Linked DNA regions of Hordeum vulgare: region 2 is linked to region 1. The links are chromatin contacts, called in public Hi-C maps. All regions are on one chromosome and are shown on one strand. Each heading gives the region's core, a stretch centred on a gene start, on an enhancer-like site or on the middle of the called end of the contact. The rest is flanking DNA. Distances are from core to core; before and after follow the strand shown.

What was found. Hi-C and Micro-C count contacts between places; a contact is called where the count stands out from the background.
Region 2: a Hi-C map of seedling shows a contact between it and region 1, with 2.3 times the contacts expected there. The contact joins the promoter of LOC123444254 here to the promoter of LOC123444252 in region 1. A contact is called at or near these places in 2 of 6 Hi-C or Micro-C datasets (leaf and seedling) and 1 of 1 datasets of contacts at active chromatin or transcription factors (embryo).

Annotation. Positions count from the first base shown.
Region 1 is chr3H:459,320,487-459,327,581 of MorexV3_pseudomolecules_assembly, reverse strand. LOC123444252 (glycine dehydrogenase (decarboxylating) 1, mitochondrial-like) reads right to left here and starts at 5,194. Exons shown (of 15, transcript XM_045120916.1): 1 at 3,891-5,194; 2 at 3,493-3,738; 3 at 3,327-3,404; 4 at 3,134-3,234; 5 at 2,792-2,987; 6 at 2,581-2,706; 7 at 2,313-2,498; 8 at 1,460-1,573; 9 at 891-1,043; 10 at 370-558; 11 at 198-275; 12 at 1-114. The coding sequence starts at 5,084.
Region 2 is chr3H:459,657,368-459,665,213 of MorexV3_pseudomolecules_assembly, reverse strand. It overlaps LOC123444254 (protein REVERSION-TO-ETHYLENE SENSITIVITY1), which reads right to left and starts at 1,511. Exons shown (of 3, transcript XM_045120919.1): 1 at 1,273-1,511; 2 at 1-122. The coding sequence starts at 45.

The sequences.
Region 1 (7,095 bases), core at 3,945-6,444:
TTCAGTAGGTTCAATCATAAGTGTGCCTGGAACAGGCCACGACATGGTTGGTCCATGGAATCCATAGTCCATCAAGCGCTTCGCCACATCCTCGGGCTCAATACCGGCAGTTGCCTGTCAAAAATTCCAAGATCCAGTCAGAGAATTGATATGGAAAAAAACGAGGCACAAAGTGCTCACATGGTTCGGACAAGTACCTTGAATCCTCTTAAATCAATAATGAACTCATGGGCAACAGTTCCATTGACTCCACGGAAAAGAACTGGGTAGTGTTTCTGCAAAATGCGTTACAAATTAGAAAACTAGTTCAATAATAAATATATTTTAGTAAAGGCCATGTAATGTGTGACCATGAGTAACATCAAGTACCTCCAGACGCTTTGCCATGTAGTTCGCGTTCAGGATCGCAATCTTTGAGGCTTCAGTTAGTCCTTGAGAGCCCATCATGGCTATGTAGGTGTACGAAATTGGAAGAATCAAAGCAGATCCCCATGGAGCAGCAGAAATGGAACCAAGAGGGTCGGTTTTCTCAGGGAGAGGGAAGCCACCAGTGGGGATCTAATGAATTGCCAAATTAGTTTGATAATGTAGCTGCATTTTCTTTTAAGAAACGAAAAAAGTCAAGCAAAAGAAATTAAGATTCATTCTTTTGGTTATAGTACTCAACATTAAAGACATGGCTCCAGTAGTTAACACATCATCACCAAACACTTTTTTAATAATTTAGTCGTGCAAAAGGAAAGAATACAAAGAGACGACACACTACCAAATATCAAGCTCATATGTTTTTTCAAATTAACTATTGGACATTGGGTGCTATTTTATTAGGAGTGAGATCTGAGTAATATGATTTTATTTGCAGTGATAACATTAAAAAATAGGATACCTACCACTGGATGAGATGGCAAAAATGGTGCCAAGTGCTTCTTAACACCAATAGGACCCATGCCAGGACCACCTCCACCATGTGGAATGCAAAATGTCTTGTGAAGGTTAAGATGGCAAACATCTGCTCCAATAAAACCAGGGCTTGTCAACCCAACCTGTAAAAACACAAAATTTGTAAGTTAAAGAGAATCATTTGTCTCTGTAGGATACTTAGTTTGAGATATCTGAAAATGACCAGATCACAATACCTCAATTATGTTAAGATTTTCAGTTAAAAAAGTTTAGGTTCAGGTGAACTTGAAGACATATTTCTTACAGAAAACATAGCTTAGCACCGATAAACCGGATAAGTACAAACAATTACCATTTTTTAACATAACAAATAAGAAGTAGATAAAAGAAACTAATAGAAATATGTAGTTTGCAGTTTCTCAGAATAAACTTCATTATATTGGCAAGATATATAAGTTGGTGGGCCAAGATACATTATTACTAGTATAAAACATTTGAAGGGGGTAATTGCAGAAGGAACAAGTAGACAGAGTGGCACAACCAAGTGCAGTGACCTCACCTGAGCGTTCATGTTAGCTCCATCCATATAGACCTGACCGCCGTTATCATGAATAATCCTGCAAATCTCATCAATGCCTTCTTCGTAGACTCCATGGGTTGAAGGATAGGTAACCTGAAGAACAAAGAAATCACACAATATTCTGTTATTCTTGGCACAAAATGATACAAACATTTCTTCAATGAACTTTCATCCTCGGCGAACTCAACATTTTCCATGGTTCCAAGTAAGTTACTCTTAATCACTTGCTTGAAAGAAGAAGTTACTCTTATTCATCAACCATATGTAGCTTCAATATATGATGATATGAAATAAGGTATTTGGACATATTCTTCCATTATATATCAATTAATTCAAATAGCTTCATGTAAAAGGTTATATGAAGCAGTTGTCTGATTTCCATTTTAACATACACTCACCAATTTCCCACACAATTTGTGTGGCTCGATACTATAACATGCTTCCATCAAATTATTTATTCCACACCACTACAATCTGAACACACGAAAAGAAGCAGTGTAGATTTTTTCTCTTTTTCTTCTGATTAATCTAGTAATTTCTAGCCATGGATAGTAAATATTTTAGTTATATAATGTAGATCAGAAGCTGCAAGAAAATAAGACAGTGAAAGTCTCCTAATTGCTCCATCACACTTGATATAGTGATAGCTACTCCCTCTGTACCTAAGTAATTGTAGTTGGGGAGAACTACTTAGGTACAGAGGGAGTATAATATAGATTCAGAATGGTAGCTCAAAATTTAATAATCAACAACTGAGCTGAAAGAGTTCACACTGAGGTCGCAATTCGTCATAAACTCTCAAATTGACAGAGCGTAGAATTAGAAATAGTACCATCAGAGCAGACAGGTTGTCCTTGTTTGCTTCAGCAGCTTTCCTCAACTCCTCAATGTTAATGTTACCTTTGGCATCAGTTCCAACAGCAACAATCTTCATTCCACACATAGCAGCACTTGCAGGGTTTGTACCGTGCGCAGAGACGGGAATGATGCAGACATTTCGGTGGTGGTCTCCTCTTGCCTGCATTTTTTGCACATGGTTCATAAACAAAGAGTGCGAAACAAAGCAACAGAACTAGCGCAGCGTATTTGTCATGGCATACCTTGTGGTATGCCCGAATAACCATCAGTCCAGCATACTCTCCTGAAGCACCAGCATTCGGTTGCAAAGAAAACGAATCAAAACCAGTGATGGTGTTCAGCAGATCACCCAGGTTGTCAAACATTTCCTTCATTAAAAAAAACAAGTCAATTCGGAACATTGGTTCATTTTTTTTTTCATTAGAAACTAAATAAATACAAAATGGTCCATACATGATAGCCTGCAGCTTGATCAATAGGGGCAAATGGGTGCATGTTGGCGAACTTGGGATCGGTGACGGGCATCATCTCGACGGTAGCATTTAGTTTCATGGTGCAAGAACCAAGAGGGATCATACTGTGGCACAGTGAGAGATCCTTGGATTGCAACTTGTGCAGGTAACGGAGGAGCTCGTGCTCTGTGTGGTACCTGCAAGGCCACGGCATATCTTCAGTTAGTTTCATAACATTCAGACAAATTAGTGAAGTTTGTGCTCTGTGCACAATGTTTTTGTTTGGAAATAAATAAAAAATATTATTGACGCAAAAGATGCAAACTTTTGACAATAAACGTACATGCTAAAGATTGGGTGGGTCAAGTAGGGGCTGTCGCGCACAAGGCTAGGAGGAATTGAGCTTGAGACCTCAGGCGCAATGGATTCAGCTGTGAAGCCCACCTGAAAGCGTTGTTGCCAGAACATCATTTAAATTTGCGACATAATTTGACATGAAGCACGCGGAATTATGCAGTTGGTTGGTGACTACTTACTGGCTTGCCACCAGAGAAAACCTTGAACAGCTTGTCAACATCCTCCAAGGTGGTGGTCTCATCAAAGGCAACGGTGATCTACAATATCACAACTCGAAATTAATGCTCGAAACTCAGAACTAATTCGGTTGGAGTGGAACACAACAGAAATCAGCTGAAAACGAACCGTGTTTGCGTCGACAACGCGAAGGTTCATCTCGTTTTTGCGGGCCTCCTCAGCAATGGCATTAGCATCGGCGCAAGTGATCTTGACCGTGTCAAAGTAGGGCAGCTCCTGCACTGTCACTGTCCCGAGCTTCTTCAAACCATGGGCGAAAGTACCAGCCAGTCCATGGACACGGTCGGCGATCGCCTTCAGGCCAGCCGGACCATGGTAGACGGCATACATCGCCGCCATGTTGGCGAGCAACGCCTATAAAGTGACAAAAGGTATCTAATGAATCACTAATTTATGATAATATGCTCGGCCACTAACCCACCCACCCGTATCAGGTAGCACGAACTCTTAGCTATTGTGCTGTCACTATCAGGAAAATTGGTGAGTGGGTGGGGGTGCTCGCGTACCTGCGCGGTGCAGATGTTGCTGGTGGCCTTGTCTCGCCGGATGTGCTGCTCCCTGGTCTGCATCGCCATGCGGAGCGCGGGCTTGCCGCTGGAGTCGACGCTCACACCGATGATGCGGCCGGGCATCAGCCTCTTGTACTCCTGGGAGGTGGCGAGGAAGGCAGCGTGCGGGCCGCCGTACCCCATGGGCACGCCGAAGCGTTGCGCGGAGCCCACGGCGATGTCGGCGCCAATCTCGCCCGGCGGGCGCAGCGTGGTGAGCGCGAGCAGGTCAGTGGCCATCACCACCTTGACGCCGTGCGCGTGCGCGTCCTTGACGAACTCGGCGTAGTCCAACACCTCCCCCTCGGTGCCGGGGTACTGCACGAGCACGCCGCAGACGTCGCCGCTGCTGTAGTCGAAGTCCTTGGCGGCGGAGACGACGACGTTGATGTCGAAGCCGGTGGCACGCGTCTTGCAGATGTCGATGGTCTGCGGGTGGCAGTTGGAGGCGATGAGGAAGGTCTTCTTCTTGGACTTGACGATGCCGAGGCACATGGCCATTGCCTCGGCGGCGGCGGTGGCCTCGTCGAGCAGCGAGGCGTTGGACATGGGCAGGCCGGTGAGGTCGGCGACCATGGTCTGGTAGTTGAGCAGCGACTCGAGGCGGCCCTGGGCGATCTCCGCCTGGTAAGGCGTGTATTGCGTGTACCACGCGGGGTTCTCCATGAGGTTGCGCAGTATGACGGCGGGGATGTGGGTGTTGTAGTAGCCCATCCCGATGAAGGACTTGTAGGTCTTGTTCATGGAGGCGAGGTGCGCCATGTGGTCGAGCATCTGCGACTCGGTGAAGCCTGCGTCGAACTTGCCGGTGAACTGCATGGGCGGCGCGCGGATTGCGGCCGGGACGGTGGCGTCGATGAGCGCGTCGAGGGTGTTGAAGCCGCACTCGGACGCCATAACGGCCTGCTCGGCGGGGGTGGCCGAGTTGTGCCGCCGCGGGAAGGTGTCGCTGGGCTGCAGCGCCGACACGGAGACGGGCCGGCCGGGCGTGTACTGGTGCGCCGGGCGCGCGCGGGGGCGCGACCCGGCCGCCGCCGGCCTGGGCGCCAGGGTGGAGACGCCGCGGGACGGGGACGGGGACGTGGCGGACGAGGAGGCCGCGAGCAGGCGGCGCAGCAGCGCGCGGCTGGCGAGGCGGCGTGCGCGCTCCATTGGGCTGGGGGGGTGGATGCGGAGACGCACGCGCGCGGCGGCAGGGATGGATGGGGTGGGGGTGGGAGGTGGGTGGCCTCCGCTCCTGGCGAGAAGAGCGGGTGTGGCTGGGTTAGGGAGTGTGATTTGGTTTGGTTGGCCAATATATATCGGCGCGTTCGGTTGTGCTCAGCTGGGGTGGGGTGGGAGTGAGGTGGAGAGCACGGCGCGAGACGGAGGTTTCAGGGTGACGTGGGCGCTGACAGTGGTGATCGGCAACGGGCGGCGGGGAGGAGGATGGCGTTTGGATGGACGAGGGGCCGAGCAGCGGCCGGTATAAGAGGCCCAGCCACAGAAACCGGCAAGTAGAGTGGGAACGGGCGACGGGGGGAGGTATCGATCGGGAGGAAGACGATGGGTCGATCGGGCGGGAGAGATGAGAGAGACGACGCGCGTCCCAACTCCGGCGCTGCAAGCTGCCTGGACCTTATCGCTTTCCTCCGCCCCAATCTCCCCTCCCGCCGCAGAAAATTCTGTGGAGACCGCTGCCCGCTGGGCCGTAATTTTTGCGGCGTCTGTTACACCCGGTGGCATGGCATGGCGTGGTGCCGAGCGGGGAGCTGCCGAATCGGTGCGGCGCTGGCGAGCGCGACGCCACGGCCGACGGATGCATGCTGGATCCAGTCCAGGAAGTGGTAACACGTGGGGATGGCGTGGGGCTCCATTGGCCGGGGTAGGAGAACCAGGGAAGGTCGAACTGCATTGGCTGGGGATGGTCCGCGCGTCAGTGACCGGCGTGGGTTTGGTATGCGTCCAAGCGGAGCAGACCCGGATGATGGTTGGGATCACCTACCGCGAAAGAATCTCTGGGTACCCGTGAGGGTGGGAGGCCGGATGTCGTTGTTCCACCAACCACCTATAGTCTGCTAACATATTTTAGAAAGCTTTTCATCTTCCGTTCAAGTTATTTTTTAGTTGTCTGGTTGAAGTACCATTTGATTGGCAGGGCTGGCTAGAAATAATTATACCGTTGATATTGTTTAGTGAAAAAATTCAGTAGTTGCTACAAGTACTAATTTTCTTCAACTATAATTATTTAGGTACATAGGAAGTACTGTATAATTTGATGTTATAGTTGCTACCGGTAGAAGTCGAAAATACAAATCTCACACGCTCTACGATGAGATTGAGGTTGTCCAACCTTTGGCAGTCGGAAATGAAGCCAGAGGACAATCGCATGGCGATCGAGAAAAATCTACTACAAGAAAACAAGATCCGTAAAACCATATCATTGGACACACCATCCTTCACACGACTCTCGACAATATGAAGAAGCACCATCGGAACGAGGTCGAGATGGGTGGACGTTACTCATGCTAGCAGCGACGCCATCGGCTTGCCACCGTCAATCGGAGACAAAGCCTAACTTTATTCCTCACCCTATCACCACTCACCACCAAATCGAATCCCTGGGGTCCCCGCCCCCTTCCGTCGTCGAAGTGACGAGCGAAGAGCGACGGGACCCGTAGTCCTAACCGGGAAGAAGGTAGATCGACCGCCGCCCTGGTGACAAATAATTACTTCATAATAAGTCAATACTCATTTAGTAATTTCTACTGCATAGTTAGCATTGTTTGATAAATGAATTGTGTTTTGTCTTGTTTTGTTTGCGTTGTCAGACATAAGCATCCAGTGATCGGAGGGTACCAAAACTATGGATGTGCCCGAGTTGTGTTCCTAACACTAGCCGGCCCCTGGGGCATAGTGTTAGGGTTTGGGGTAGCTTCTATTTCTATATCTCCTTCAAATACGATGATTTCATATTTAGGCGACGTCCTTTACTAACTTGTCATTTCAAAAGGGGATAGGTTCAAGTGGTGCATTTGTGCACTTCGTGTGTTGGTGAATCATCTTTAGCATATTCATTTCCTTTATTCACCAAGCTTGGGTATTGTAGCATATCACTTTTCCTTTCATAGGACATGGCTTAGGGTTACCTTTTGGCTATCCTTTTTCATTGACTATTGATGTC
Region 2 (7,846 bases), core at 262-2,761, 340 kb before region 1:
GTTTGATCTGGAATCTTCAACATCGAAAGCAGCTTCAGCCTCCATCGAGGAAAATACTTCAGTGCTTGTTGAACATATAAAAAATCAAATGAGCTTGCATCTCATGACTCTGGAGACCTTTGCTGAAAAGAAAGAAGAACAAATACAATTAGGCGCACCGCACCATGCTTTGGGAGAAAAAGGGTGACGAATTATAATCAGCGCTAGTTTAGTGCTCCACTCATTTCCCAATAACTGTCACCAGCCTTGGGTTTCTGTTTCAAATAACTGTCCATTGAGAAAACATTTATGTTGTTAATGCAATGATTCCGCTCTCTTTAATTTTGGAAGAAGTTAACTGGTAGTAGGCTTGTAGTATGTCATTTCTTATTAACCTTTTATTATACTAAGTTCTTATTGGTCAATGCGGATGGGGGACTGAGGACAGTTTAAATGGATTAGTACTTCAACAGCAATGCAAATCCATACGAAACGCTCAGGGCACAAAAATGTTGGATATGGACATAAAGATATGAACGAGAGGATAGCAACTATAATTTCTCTAAATTTCAGTTACCTTGTTGTCCACTTTTACAAATTCTCCTCAATCAAACTGTTGCACAGTTATTAGGAAGTTCAGTATTCTCACGGCCTACCATTTTCGAGCCCAAAACAGATGGCCTATCCCTTTTCATATCAAATGCATCGCAGAACAAGTGATAATTTTGCTATACCAGCAACACCTCATTAACCGCAATGAGCTTAAATGTTTGCACTTCAGACTGGCAAAGATACAGCTCCCACAACAAAAAAGTATTTATCTAGAACATTTTAGGTCTCAAACATGTTATGAACCGATGTCTTTAACAGAGAAGAGACGATGGGCAACATAAGATCAGATTGGCAAGTAAAGGAACACCAATGACCATATAAAGGAATGCTTGAAAGTTGAAACAATATTACGTTGGCGTGTCCAGGAGCCACGCCTCCTCCCCCAAAGTCCCAAAGCAATCCGCTGCTTCAGCCAGCCGTTTGACGAAATGCACAAACAAAACGCAGGAGCAGACAGTGGCTCGAGCGGGGATAAATTGGTCTCAATCCAGAACCTTACTAAAAAAAAAAGAATTGCGCCCAGCTGCACCAACTAGTAAATCGATCTCTACAAACTGCATCCGATGCACTCAATGCCCGACGAATGCGAGCTCCTAAACTGGCCCTAAAATACAAGCACCGTACGGACCAGTGGAACTGACCGAAGGGGAGGAGAGCACGGAGATTGAGAGGAAAGCTCACCGGAGAATGGGCAGGAGACGGCAGGCTCCTCCGCGATCTGGTGCCCGTAGATTGGCCCCCGGCGTCGCCTCTTGCCGTACGGGTGAAGGTTTACTTTGGCTTCGCTTGGGAGCAAAGCCAGGGGTAGCAGGCAGGGGGAGGCGTGGTTGCAGAGGAAAGTGCAGAGGGAGGGACGGGACGCCGGGACGGTGCATGCACCTGGATGGGCGCAAATGGTAGGCGCACGAACCGCGCACGCCACCCCGCTTTGCTTCCTTCCAACAAGGTTCTTTAAGACAATACAAACGTATACACGTAAACACTCATCCTGTGAATGCAAACACGCACATCTATGAGCATCTTCGTAAGTCTGAGCCAGCACGTCATCTTGAGATTTACGAATTCATCGTAGGCGTCTCGTCGTCGACGGAAACGCCTTCTTCCACTAAAAGCGTATTGTCAAAAATCCAGAAATAAATCCAGAAATAATGCAAGCACCAGGGCTGAATTCTGATGGGTTGGGAATACCACTGTCCCTCTAACCATCCAACCATTGGTTGGTTTTGCTTCCACCAAGGTTTTATGAATGATTGGTTATTGATCGTTCACGATATTTAAAGTAGGCGCCCCAAACCTTCCTCAAACATCCGGACGGGTTGCCTGGTCACTTACCGGTCATGAAATTTCGATTCACACAGACGTCTCAAACAGTTCTTAAACGTTTGGGCTGACCGGCATTCCTCATATCCAACCCAAATATGATGCGGATATGGGGCGTGTGGGCACGACCGCTATGTCGATCTGCCCGCGCTGGCCTGCAATGACTTCACATATATTCGTTCTCATCCGCTCGTCTTAGCAAACCCTAGCCACTTCACACTCTACTTCCCTCACTCCCTTCGCCATCCTAGCTCACCTCCGGCGATTTCCAGCCGTCTTTAGTATGGCTAGCAGCGGATCTGACTCCGATCAATTCGGATATGTCGATTGTGGTGTCTTCCCGTGCAGTGGAGGAGGCAATGGCGGTCCGCATTGCACCCCGTCGCTCCCGGAAGGACGGCGCCCGACCGACGAAAGGATTTGTCCAGCGCGACTCCATAGAGTCGGCGCAAGGGGCACTCAGGTCCTCTCGGGCTGGATCATTGCGGTCTCGGCGGTCGGAAAATTTCTCCTTCCCCGTCATCGGTTGGGCAGACAATGAGTCCCATCGGGAACGGGCGGCCCGTCATGGGAAGGCGAGGATAAGGGTTGTCGAGGCGCGTGTCGCGGTAGGAATGGTGGCGGGGAAGGCGGCTGATGCGGTGACGTGGGCCGCCGTAGAGGAGGAAGCCATTTGTGCCCGCATTTTGAAGAAACGGCAGCAGACGAAAACGTGCGCCCTCGTCCGAGAACAGAACCTGGCGGTCCGTGAAATGGTCGGGCTGCCACCGAAGGAGTAAAAGGAGGTCAGTGGCGACAAGGATACCTCCCGCAACAAGTAGATCCGGCTAAATCCCTACTGTATCTTCGACCAGTACTTCCACGTGAAGTACGGCAAGGGCAACCATGGATGATCTCCATCATAGCCAAACGTGCCAAATTTTGCTAGTCCGACGGCATGTTAGTAGTGATGGAGTAGCTGGCTGGCGTGTGTGATGAATCAACGTAGTTGCATGAGTTTGTATGGATTTGAGATATGATGTTTGAGGTGTACAGTTGTGAGAAGGAAAATTTGAGGTTTGACTAGTCAATGTCTGCAGACGCGCTTGTGCGTTTGAGGGGTTGGAATTTGCTAGTCCGACTGTAGATGTTGTAACTATCTCCAACCCTCAAATTGTCCGTATATGTTTGGACCGCACAATTTGAACCATGAAAGTCGTCGAGGCGGGTTTGTATCGGGTCCGCCGAACGGCTCGGACGTGTTTTCTCCCGCAAACCGTAGACACGCGTGGGGTGCTTTGCAGGCTTCTAGACCGTTACCAAGCCCGTGTCGGACCGCCCCATCAAATTCCCACCACCCGCCTCTCACGTGCTTTCTATCGAACGTCGGTGCCACTTGGCATGCTGCATTCATGTGGCACCCCGGTTCAGAGGAACGGGAACATCCCGTATTCCAGCCCAAAGATCAAGTCTTCTGGAAAACGACATTGCTTTCATAAAACAAATCAACTCTTTATTACAATTAATCTAGGTACAAGGGTTCGGGTGTTACAAAAGATTACAAAGGCACGTCGACACTACGCCTGCTAAGGTAGCTCTATGCTGGCAGCGGAACCACTCATAACAACGGAATAACTTCTAGTAGTGGAACAACGACGACAATGATGGACTCCACTTTGCAGGGACTCTGGCTAGGACACGTCCTAGAGCACAAACTCGGAATCCTCGACAAGCAATCAATCATGGTATCACCTGCAATCTCGCATGACACGCCAAGTGGGTACTTTGAATGTGCTCGCAAGCTCACATCAACCAAAGCAATCAAGACAAACAACATCATGGCATTACAAGCTAATTGATAATGATCATGATACTACTAGAACAACATGAGATGAGCATGGCATGAACATGTTACTCATGATATGAACATGATGATACTAGGATGAGAAGGGGGTTTCGATGTTTAAGGTCCCATTGATCAACTTACTCTGCTCGGAGGTTATTTTGTAACCACCATATGTATCAAGCTTACCGTCGTGAACATCACACGATCACCTGAGGATCAACCAATCTCGGTATCAATAATACCATCATGATCGTCACGTGACCACAAGGAGCTTGATCTTTACCTATTATCACCGCATGACCACATAAAGATCAACCAACTTCTTTCCTCATGGAACCAGGGTTGTTTATATCTAGTTTATTATTACTTTTGACCCATAGTGTGACCTATTAAGAACTGTGTCCGTGACCGAGGACGAGGTTATCGATAGGCTATACACTCTGTAGAGGTTAGTACACTGTACCCACACCACGGAACTCATGGCCTTGTGCTCCCATTCGGGTGGACCAACGACATTCCGACCAAACCGAATTATTGCATGACACTCTCCTAGCCACTCCAACAAACACCCCTTTGGGTTGTGTCATGGGTGGCACCAATGTTAACTCGTGACATCCGCCACCTTTTGGATGGCCACCATCATGGCAAAACATAAACGGTTCCAAACGGGGATATGAGCTCAATACCAAACCCGGGCACACAGGCTTATGGCTGCCTACCTGATCAAGGTAGCACGCGCACATAACTTTCCCTAGTTGGAGGCACCGAGAGGCATGACAATAGACCGAATTAGGGCCTCCCATTGAGCCATGTGTGGTTGCATTGGTGAGCTCGATTCAGTGGAACCATGCTTGAGCCAACACATTTTTTCAAGTTCGATTAATTTCAAGTTTAACTTGAATGGTGATGAGCTGAGTCATAATAACATGATGAAATAACAATGCATATGAGCATGATATCAACATGAACATGGATGGGCAACATAACCTTTTAGCATATGAATCATAACATCAACAACAATACATAATTTATTATATGAGATGCAAATGAGCATGGCATGGTGATGATCATTCATATGACAAGTATTTTCATAATAGACAATAAAAATCCATATGAGCATATATCATTAGCATTAGCATAAAAAATAATTACAAGAATGAAACATGATAATTAGACCCCTGATATAATCCATAGAATCACTAAAACAAGCACATTATGCAAAAAAAAGAATATATCTAAAACAAAACAGTTCGTAATGATCTGCACTAAAACCATACTTCTGTAACTCCAAAACTTATTAAAAATTAGAAAAACGTGGGAAATTTGTATGTCAATACTATGTAAAAAAATTCAGCAATTTATCATCTACGAGTAAAATTAGATCATTAAAACATTGGGCGTAAAAGTTTCTGTTTCTCCATGGTTTCAATTCAACTATCATCCAAATCATCCCAAAGGGTTTACTTGGCACAAAACTCAAAATAAAATATACACACATAATTACTATAGTAGTAATAACTATGTTGACTGAAGAAAAATATAAATATAGATCAAAGGATAGCTATTATGTTGTCTCCCAACAAGCGCTATTGTTTAATGCCCTTTAGCTAGGCATAATGCTAGGTTCACATTTTGTCATCATTCAAACTAATACCATAGGTGGCTCTCGTAATAGATTCATAAGGAGGGTTAATTCTTTTTCTTGGGAAGTGTTACATCGTTTTCTATTGTGTGAATTGGAATCTTATGTTACCTTCTTTCATATCAATAACTACACCTATGGTTCGTAGGAAAGGTCTACCAAGTATTATAGGACGAGACATATTACATTCAATATAAAGTACAATGAAATCCACGGGCACATAATTTCTATTCGCAAGTATGTGTACATCATTAATCCAACCCAATGGTTTCTTAATTGTTGAATCCGCTAATTTCAAGTTGAGGGAACATCCATCCATATCGGTGAGGCCTAGAACATCACATAAAGATTTGAGTATAGTGGATACACTAGCTCCTAGATCACACAATACTCTACATTCATAATATTTAACCTTATTTTAATAGCAGGTTCCCACTCATCATGCAAATTTCTTGGTATAGACACTCCTAGTTCAAGCTTTTTTCATGAGCTTTAATAAGAGCTTCTACGATATGTCTAGTAAAAGCCGAGTTTTGTTCATATGCACTATGTGAATTGATTATGGATTGTAATAAGGAAATACATTCAATTAAATAGGAGATATCAAAATTAGCATCCTTATAATCCAAAGTAGTGGGTACATGCTATCTAAAGTTTTGACCTTTTCAAACCCATTTTTGTCATTTTTAACATCAAGATCATCACCCTCCAAACAATTGGGATGCCTTCTAATTATAATTTACTCATCTCCTGTCTATTTATCATCAAGTTTTATGTTGCTAGATAAATAATCAACAGGTAAAACACCAACAATTTTAATATCTTTACCATTTTTATCATGACAACCGGATACAAACATCTTTTCTAGGATTTCTTGTTTAGCTCTCATCTTTTCCATTCTTTTCTTACTCTCATCTATGGTGACTTGGATAGCTTCAAGATATTTATATATATCCCTTTTAGCTGGCAAGAATTTAATTTTCACAATGTCCACATCATGCACAAGCATATCCGTGTTTCTAGACAAATCCTCTACTTTACTGAAATTTCCTCTACCGTCGTGTTGAAAGTCTTTTGAGAATTGATAAATTCTTCAATACGGTTATCTAAATAATTAGGTATATTAATATTATTATTATTACTATATGAATTTCCATAATATTTTCCATAGTTGTTAGCGGGGTTACCAGGATACGGTCTAGGATTGTTGAAATTCCCTCTATAAGTATTGTTGTTGAAATTATTTCTAGCAATGAAATTCACATTAATGGCATCATTATTTTTATCAATCAAACTGGATAGTGGAATATCATTTGGATCAATTTGATCATTCGTACTAGCAAGCATATTTATAATAGCATCCATTCTATCACTCAAACTAGAGACTTCTTCGATAAAATTTGCCTTCTTACTAGTTGGAGCTCACTCGATGTGCCACTAGGAATAGTTTGCGGTCATGTTGTCTAGAAGCTTAATGGCTTCCCCTAATGTGATTCCCATAAATGTGCCACTTGCAACTGGATCTATAAGGTTTCTCGAGACAAAGTTTAATCCAACATAAAAGTTTTTTATTATCATCCATAAGTGTATATTAAGGCCCTCTCCTCCAAAGCCTTGAAACTAAACAAGTTTTGATGGCTAGGGAGGGAGATCAGGCAAAAATAAGCTTAGAGGATACAAGTGGGCTTAGGGGGATAAGAAGTGAGTCTTCTAGGGGGAAAAGACCGGGGGGGGGGGAGGGGGGTAAATCCATCTGTTATATGTCCACAATTCATGCTCAAGCGGTACTACCTCTTGGGGGAGCAGTACTACTGCTTCTGGCAACAGTTCCAAGTGTATAGTGAGAGTACCTAAGTGTAGGGGCAATAGTGCCATCGGGGCGATAGTATCATCGAAGCGGTACTACCGTTCTCATTAAAGGTACTATCGCTCAGTGTTTGTGGATACAAAGCACTACTGATAGTAGAGGCTGGGTAGGATGAGAGTACCGCGTCTAGCGGTACTATCGCTCCCTACTACTGCTCTACCTTCGTGAATTGTGTGACAAGATTACAGATGCATCAGGACTAGCATAAGAGAGCATGTAGTAGAGAATGGTAGTACCGCACAAGCGTTACTACCGATAATTCCTCTAGGCTACATAGAAGACAACAGTAGTGGGTGTTAGGGCATTCTCCGTCATTAGTGTTTTGGTGATGATGACAACTCATTATGTGACCTAACTATGTGTAAAGCTATTCAGGGAGATCACTTTGGACACAAGATAATTGGGCTACCCCTTTGGACGAAAAAGAACGAAGACGTTGTTCTCAACGTGTTTTTTCCTTTGGTCGTAGGGAACCCATAGTATCAAGAGGGAATTCACGTCGGAAGGTAATGGGTGAACCAATGAATGTACACATCTCTTTATCTCCCTCCCTGGTTTCTGTCCGATCTGTGTGAGAGGCCCTCTTTCCTTCTATCAGCCT